2 separate regions of the Sus scrofa genome follow, and region 2 is linked to region 1. A link is a contact called in public HiChIP or PLAC-seq data. All regions are on one chromosome and are shown on one strand. Each heading gives the region's core, a stretch centred on a gene start, on an enhancer-like site or on the middle of the called end of the contact. The rest is flanking DNA. Distances are from core to core; before and after follow the strand shown. Region 1 has its middle 160 kb from the start of OPA1. Region 2 overlaps LOC110256390 (a long non-coding RNA gene).

Region 1 (3,983 bases), core at 40-2,539:
GACTGAAAAGGCAATCAACGGAGTCTCACACGTCACCCGTGGTTTGGACTGAGGATTAATGAGAGGACATCTGGAAACTTCCCTTGGAGGGATACATCTGGGCCTGATTACTTTCTTATTTACTGTCTTTTTACTCTGGAGACAGACTCGTAGACTCACCCTAGGGAACTATAACAGAAGCATGCACGCCATCCCAACACACCTCCCAAATTACCCACAGCCTGGCTGCAGGCAGTGGCCGTGGAGGAATCCACACAGGCACCGACGTGGCACATACACGTGCACGCACACATGCACACGCGCGCCTTACTTCTCCCTTTTCTGACTTTGTCAGTTAGATGGTGCATTGCCTTCTCTGTCAGAGATGCGCAACCAGGGCTGGTGGAATCTAAAAAAATGATACAAATGAAGTTATTTACAAAACAGTGTGAACTGGAGTTTGGCACTTGCCATCACAGTCTACATGGATTAAGTCACGAGCCACTGCAGCCGCCGACCCACAACAGCCCCTGAGCGGAGCTCAGGAGTAAGGTACTCTGTGCTCTGGGAAAACTGGAAGAACAGGTCTTCAGATACTTAGATATTTTTAGGAGCCCACTTCTTGCATCTCCTCTATCTTTCTAGATGGAAAAACACTAAAATCCTTCATGGTGATGTCTGTTCGGTGTGACTAGTGGTAACCTTCAGGAGACCAGCAGCAAATTTTAGAAAATGTGTGCACGGCTGCAGGCACCTCCCCCTTGACCTTTATCCTATATATCCTAGCTTCCCACTCACTTCCTTGGAGCAGTTTTCTCAGGGCTACCTGAGATGCTGTCTCCCGGGCTTAAGCCCGAATTTTGCCCCAAATAGAACGTAACCCTCAACGTTCAGGCTGTGCATTTTTTTAAGGCGACAACAGAAATGGACTCACCCACACAGGAAATAATTTATGGTTACCAAAGGGGAAACGTTGAGGGGAAGGGTCAATTCAGATTTTTCCATTAACATATACACACTACTATACATAAAATAGATCATCAACCAGGACCTGCTATATAGCACAAGGAGCTCTACTCATTATTTGGTAATAACCTCCATGGGAAAAAAAATACAAAAAAGAATGGGTATGTGTATATGTATAACGGAAGCATTTTGCTGTACCCCTGAAACTAACACAGCATTGTAACTCATCTCTACTCCAGTATAAAATAAAAATTAAATTAAAATGAAACCAACCAACCAACAGGCTCTCCCCTGCCTCCCACTCCAGGCTGGCTACTGGTTTCTGCCAGCAGATGGCGCACGGAGCTCTCAGACCACCAGCCACATCCTCAGGCCTGAACTCCTGGCCTCCCCACCCCCAGGCTTGGAATGGGATAATTTGGGAGTCATCTGTGGGAGGGCTGCCAAGGACTTAAATTTACTATTTGGAACTTGGATAAGTTTCCCCAGACGGGGCACTAGAGGGGAGAGAGGAAAAGGGAAGGGGGGGCGGCTTCTCGGGGCCGGGGGCGGGGGGCAGCATCTGGTCCAACTCTGGCGGCCAGACGAGTCCTTCCTGCAAGGTTCCACCCAAAGGGGTGTCTGAAGCCAGGACGGGTCACACCCTGGAAGGGAAATGCTTTCACTGGTGTGAAAACCCAAGAGAACAAAAGGATTCACAGACCAAAAATGAAGCCAACGAGAGCTTCGAAATCCTGGGCATTCCTCCCACTCCCAATCCCCTGACTCATCCCTGAACCCCAGTTTCAACCTCACCAACTGTGTGAAGCTGTGGCTGACCTGTGCGCCTGGTGTCAGAATTAATCACTAGCTGCCTCCTTGGGCCTCTGGCGCTCCAGCCCTCGGGCATCAATCAACTCTCCCAGGGTGAGAGCAACTTGCACAAGTACACGTCACTTGCATATGATGGTGGTTACCCCAGGCTGGGGGCCAGGTCCCACTCATCCCCGAATCCCCACGAGTCCAGAACAGGGCATGCTCACAAGTCCTGGAGAGTCTGGGCTCAGCAAAGACAATTCTTTCCAGAGCCTGGAGAAAATTCTACCAGCTGGAACAATGAGGTCAAAGGAGAAACTCCCTCTTAGGTGGGGTCACAGGACTCCTGGGGTAGGTGAGATACACACACACACAGAGACATGCATCAGAGGAGAGAATGCAAAAAATGTGGTGGTGCCAGCCTCAGAGAGGCCTGGAAATGCCTTCTTAATTGAGCCTTTCTGGGACCAGGCTGGCTGGAGGAGGGACAGGACCAGAGAGGAGCTAGTGGGGAAGGGTGCAGGGCTTTCCGATCCCACCTCCTTGTGGAAGTTTTGAGACATCAAAGGCAGAGCCTCCTGGATTTTCCCTAGGAAGTACCATATGGCCACTCTGTCTATGGAGATTTGCTGTCTCCTGGAACAGTTCCGTCTGTAGGAAAGTCTTGCCTAATAGGAACCCAAGTCCATTTTCTGACAGCTTTCACCCACCGGAGAGACGCAGGACAGGAAATTCATGTGGTAGAGAAGGGACACAGGAATCTCTGCAAAGTCCCCACAAGGTGCTAGCCATCCTGCGTATGTTGTGTCGCCATCCAGAAAAGCCCGGGGAGGAGTTCCCGACGTGGCGTGGTGGAAATAAATCCGACTAGGAACCATGAGGTTGCGGGTTCAATCCCTGGCCTCGCTCAGTGGGTTAAGGATCTGGCATTGCCGTGAGTTGTGGAGTAGGTCTCAGGTGCAGCTCAGATCTGGCATCACTGTGGCTCTGGCGTAGGCTGACGGCTACAGTTCTGATTAGAACCCTAGTCTGGGAACCTCCATATGCCGTGGGTGTGGCCCTGAAAAAAAAGACAAAAAAAGAAAGAAAGAAAAGCCTGGGGATATTGCTGTCATAGGTGTTATCGTCCCCTTGTGGATGAGGAAAGACAGTTCTGAGTAAGAGGTGTGTAGCCTGCTCAGGACACATGTTCTGCATGGGCTTGCATCTTGCCTGGCCTCCGGCTTCCCTTCACACGCTGGAGACAGGGTCCTGGCTCCAAAAGCCCTCTCCTCCCCAGGTTATATGCTCAGGTCTTCAACACTCCCTGCCTCCCCTCTGCCACCCCACGCCCAGCTCATGCCCCCCAGTCCACCCTGGCCAGCTTCTGGGAAGCCCTCCGATTGAGCGGCATCCTTCTACAGAGACGTTCCCAGACATAAGCCTTGTTACTTGGCTTGGAGGGCATTACAACCAGCTAGCAACTGATGTACTTGTTTTGTTTTGTTTTGTTTTTTGTTTTGTTTTGTTTGCTTGAAGAGCTAACATGAACCTTGACTCCTGGACACACAAGGCCTTGGCCCCTAGGAGGGCACTGGACAGCAGGAGGTGCCCAGTCGGAGGTCCACGGGCGTCAAACCATCAGCCAGGATGGTGGAGACAGTGCCTTCTTCTTCCTGTTCGCCTCCTCCCAGGCCTCTGAGCCACTAACCCTGCCACTTGGAATATAGGAAGCATTAGGTCTTGTGACTTTTTTTTTTTTTTTTTTTTTTGTAAATAGGTATAATACATTCCCATGGTTTAAAATTCAAAAGTACAAAATGGGAGTTCCCTTCATGGCTCAGCAGTTAACAAACCTGACTAGTATCCAGGAGGATTCGTGTTTAATCCCTGGCCTTGCTCAGTGAGTTAAGGATCTGGCATTGCAATAAGCTGTGGTGTAGGTCACAGATGCGGCTTGGATCTGGCATTGTTGTGGCTGTGGCTCAGGTCAGCAGCTGTAGCTCTGATTCGACCCCTAGCCTGGGAACCTCCATAGGCAGCAGGTGCAGCCCTAAAAAGCAAAAAAAAAAGAAATAAAAATTAAACAAAAAAATTTTAAAAATGACAAAAGGCAGAAAGTGGAAATTCTCCCTCCTACCCCTTCTTCCCACCATCTGTTACCCCTCTTCTAGTAACCGATGTCTCCAGATATATCCATTGTGCTTATAATACCAGTAAATATGTGTCTGTATATCCATAGTTGTTTCTCTCACTCTCTCTCT
Region 2 (3,573 bases), core at 38-2,537, 460 kb after region 1:
TCAGGGTGTCGTTCAACCCAGAGCAGCTTCTCCCCCTCCCACTTCCTTTCCAACCAGATGGAGCAGCGTGTGCTCTGGAGCCTTGACAGCCTCACGGCTTCCCCGCGGTGGCCCCCAGGACTGCAAACCCCACCTTCCCTCGGTTGCAGAGCCAGCTGAGGGATGGGCAGCACGCCAGGCCCCCTCAGCAGCCCCTGGAGCACACGCCAGTTGCAGACTCTCAGGGAGGGGGCGGGGCTCGCACCAGATCACCGTGACCATGGCCTCCCTTGCAAAGGCCTCCAGATACTGATAACTCATGGCTTCCTCCTGCTCCTGGCTCCCCGGGCTACCTGGCCACAGAGCACAGGTGAGAACTATCTCTAGACTCCTCAATCTCTGGATTCCAAGTGGACCAAAAGGGATCAGTAGAGCAAAACTTCTGCCTTCCGAGAATTCATATTTTAAGACCCCATTAATTAGTAAAACAACGGCGCCTCAAGGCACATCCCCAGCCCCTCAACACAAACACAGTTCCAACAGATGTCTTCCAGGGGCCCCCTCCCCACCTTTCTCGCATGTAAATAAGCTTTCAGAGCTGCCATCAATGTGTGCATACAACTCTGCTTTTGACTCTTCTCGTTCTGCTTTGTATACACTTTCCCATGGATCTGAGTCACCCTGGTGTTGAATATTTCACAGGGCTGCGAAATATATGGAAGACATATTTTGTTTTAGAATCTTAATACCCTGAACATCTGGGTGATACTCCAACAACTGGAGAGATTCTTGCTGATGCTGCAAATCTCCAAATCCACATCCCCTTACAGACAGAAGATGCTGTGTTTTGCATCTGTGCGTACGCACATGAGTTTTCTCCAGCACGGTGGACTGCGGGGTGGGACAGTTAGCGATTTCTTCCCTGGAAGTGGCATGACCTTCAAGAGTTACCGTTGGCTGGGGTTGCGAGTACAGCTCAAATTTATTGGTTTTGATCCCCACACCGTTCCCCACGTAAATTAAAATGTGACATTATTACACCCTCCAACAGCCCACTGGCGACCTTTAGCACTCTCCCCCTCCACAGCCATTATTCAGCATAATTTGACTGGTTTGAGGCAAGGTGGGAGAGTGGGGAGGGTTGGGTGGGGGCAGGGGAAGGCAGAGTCCAAATTAGAAACAGATTTAAGGAGCATTTGCAAGGAATTAGGCAGTGCGCCAGGAGCGCTTGCTGGCAGCATGTGGAACCCCTCTTTAGGGACTGTCAGCTCCTCCTAGGTTTCCACAGCGGATGTTTCCTGGCCAGAGCGCAGCTGGGTTTCAGTTGTCAAACCCACAGCCAAGACATCTGAGAAGGGGGCGAGTGCCTGTGTGCAGCGGGTGTACGAGGCCAGCCCACATGCACGCCTGCGACCCCAAGGATGCGCCCCCACGCGGTTCCACCCATCAGCACCTGCAAAGGCACGCCCTGAATCATCCACGGGCCCCCCAGACATGCGAAGGCATGGATAGACACGGGGGAAAATCAGATCAGGCCCACTGACACGTGTGCACAGCCAGACTTGGGCTGTGTGCCTGCCCACGCCATTTAAGAGGATTTTCAGAGCGGGTTTTTCAGTCCATAGCATCACCACAACCACCACCCCCGAAAGGCTGACTGTGTGACCTTGGGTTAGCCCTTCAACCTCTCTGAACTTCAGTGTCTTCAACTACGAAGTGTAAATAACGGCAGCTGTGGTGATCAGATGAGATAACAAAGGTGAACACCGGGTAAACAGATGTGAGAAGCAGTAAGCGGGGGGCGGTGGCGATTGCGGTGAAGATCGCTAACCTTTGCTTCACAGCCTTTCCGCAGGAGACATACAACACTTCGCTGACTTGATTCTTCGATGAGGAGGGTGTGAGGCCCTTTACATCACGCTGGGCGAGTGAGGTCCCTGGGGTCGACGAGAGGCACGTGCTCACAACTCCCACAGGCACAGCTCCGTGGGCACCTGCCTGGCTGGCTGGCTGGGGACCTTGGGCATGACTAACCGGGCACTGAGGCCGGGGACTCTGCTCTCTCGTCTCCTGCCCTGCACCTCGCGCTCCGCTGCTCTTCCTGCCCCGCTGTCTCCTCCTTCACCCACACTCCTGGTGAGAAATAGCTCCCTGCCATACCTTCTGGGCTTCCCTCCAGTCGCCCCAATTCCCAGAGCAAACCCTGAACCTCTCCAGCTTCTTGTCCACCCAAGGGAGCCGTCTGCCTTTACCTGGGAACCCACTGTGTACAAATAAGCCCTTATTCCGGGGGGCTGTGGAGATGGGGGAGGGTAGCCAGACATGAATTAGATGCCGCCCCTGCCTGGGGGACTCACAGTCCAGTGAGGGGATCAACCCAGCACCAACACTATAGGAGACCCAGTCAGAAAATGCCAGATGGGGACATCAGAGAGACTCTGGGAGGTCAGAACCAGCGAAGCACATCCTGCTTACTGTGCAGGTCAGGTCACTGAACAAAGCACCCCAATATCAGACAAGAACCGGGAGGGGCGATGCTAGCACCCAGATACACGCTTCCAGGGGAGGACTTCCCTGCACGTCAGAGTGACCAGTGCCAAACCCCAGATGGATGGGGTTGGGGGCTGGGGGAGATGTGAGGGTGCAAGGGGTTAGGTGGAGAAGCAGTAATTTCTAGATCTTCATTTAGTCCACAGCAATGCAGGATTTGAGCCACGTGTACGACCTACACCACAGCTCATGGCAACGCAGGATCCTTAACTCACTGAGCAAGGCCAGGGATTAAACCCACAACCTCATGGTTCCTAGTTGGATTCGTTTCTGCTGCGCCATGACGGGAACTCACTAATCCACAAATACTTAAGGAGCACCTCCTGTATGCAGAGTGCTAGGAAGACAGTGACTAATAAAGCAGCGATGCTGCTTCATGGGACTTAGTGTCAAGTGTGAACAACTGATGCACAGTGTAACAGGCAATTCTAGGGCAGCGAGATACATGATCACAGGAATGGGCTGGGTGTGTGGTGTGGGCTCTGAGGCACAGAGCAGCCATCTCATTCAGATGGGAAGACAAGAGAAGGCTTCTGGAAGAGATAGATAGACAGGGAACCAGAAGGAGCTCAGGACAGGCGCCAAGAGTGAGAAGAGAGATGAGATCAGACAGATCACCATGGAAGGTCTACACCAGCTTACTCACTTTCACTCATTGAGTCAATAAATATTATGAGCAAGCACTTGAAAAGTCCTATACTAGGTGCTGAGTCTGCAATGGGGAGCAAGACAGATACGGGTGGTTGAACCAAGGTTGTAAGGTGGGAATGGAGAGAGATCAATAGCTTTGAGAGAGAGAGAGAGAATCCATTTTAACTGGATGGTGGGGCGGGGAGGGAATGATTCAGCTATCAGGTTTATAGCAGGTGCTGAGTGGAGGAGGTGCCCTGGCCGGCAGGAGAGGGCCACACAAAGACAAGTAGGTTGAGGGGGCTGGGGAATGATGAGTCTGCACTGGTCTTGCCTGTCTTGCAGGGCCCGTGGGACAGTGGCAATACCCAGCATCTGAGCTGGGCTGCACAAGGAAAGCTGGTGACCATCCAG

What was found. HiChIP or PLAC-seq counts read pairs in DNA pulled down with a chosen protein or histone mark.
Region 2: a contact with region 1 is called in an H3K27ac HiChIP or PLAC-seq map of skeletal muscle. The contact joins two enhancer-like sites. A contact is called at or near these places in 5 of 47 Hi-C or Micro-C datasets (fetal heart ventricle, liver, omental adipose tissue and 2 more) and 2 of 2 datasets of contacts at active chromatin or transcription factors (alveolar macrophages and skeletal muscle).

What each region holds. Positions count from the first base shown.
Region 1 is chr13:130,782,357-130,786,339 of Sscrofa11.1, forward strand. No RefSeq gene overlaps it. Among named protein-coding and RNA genes, the nearest start is that of OPA1, 160 kb to the left of the region's middle. Within about 2 kb of position 1,290, at least 24 of the 83 cell types and tissues checked have an H3K27ac peak or open chromatin away from gene starts, as enhancers often do. A contact at or near this core is called in skeletal muscle, where this site is marked.
Region 2 is chr13:131,245,489-131,249,061 of Sscrofa11.1, forward strand. The region is part of intron 1 of LOC110256390 (a long non-coding RNA gene); the gene reads right to left. Among named protein-coding and RNA genes, the nearest start is that of CPN2, 90 kb to the right of the region's middle. Within about 2 kb of position 1,288, at least 7 of the 83 cell types and tissues checked have an H3K27ac peak or open chromatin away from gene starts, as enhancers often do. A contact at or near this core is called in skeletal muscle, where this site is marked.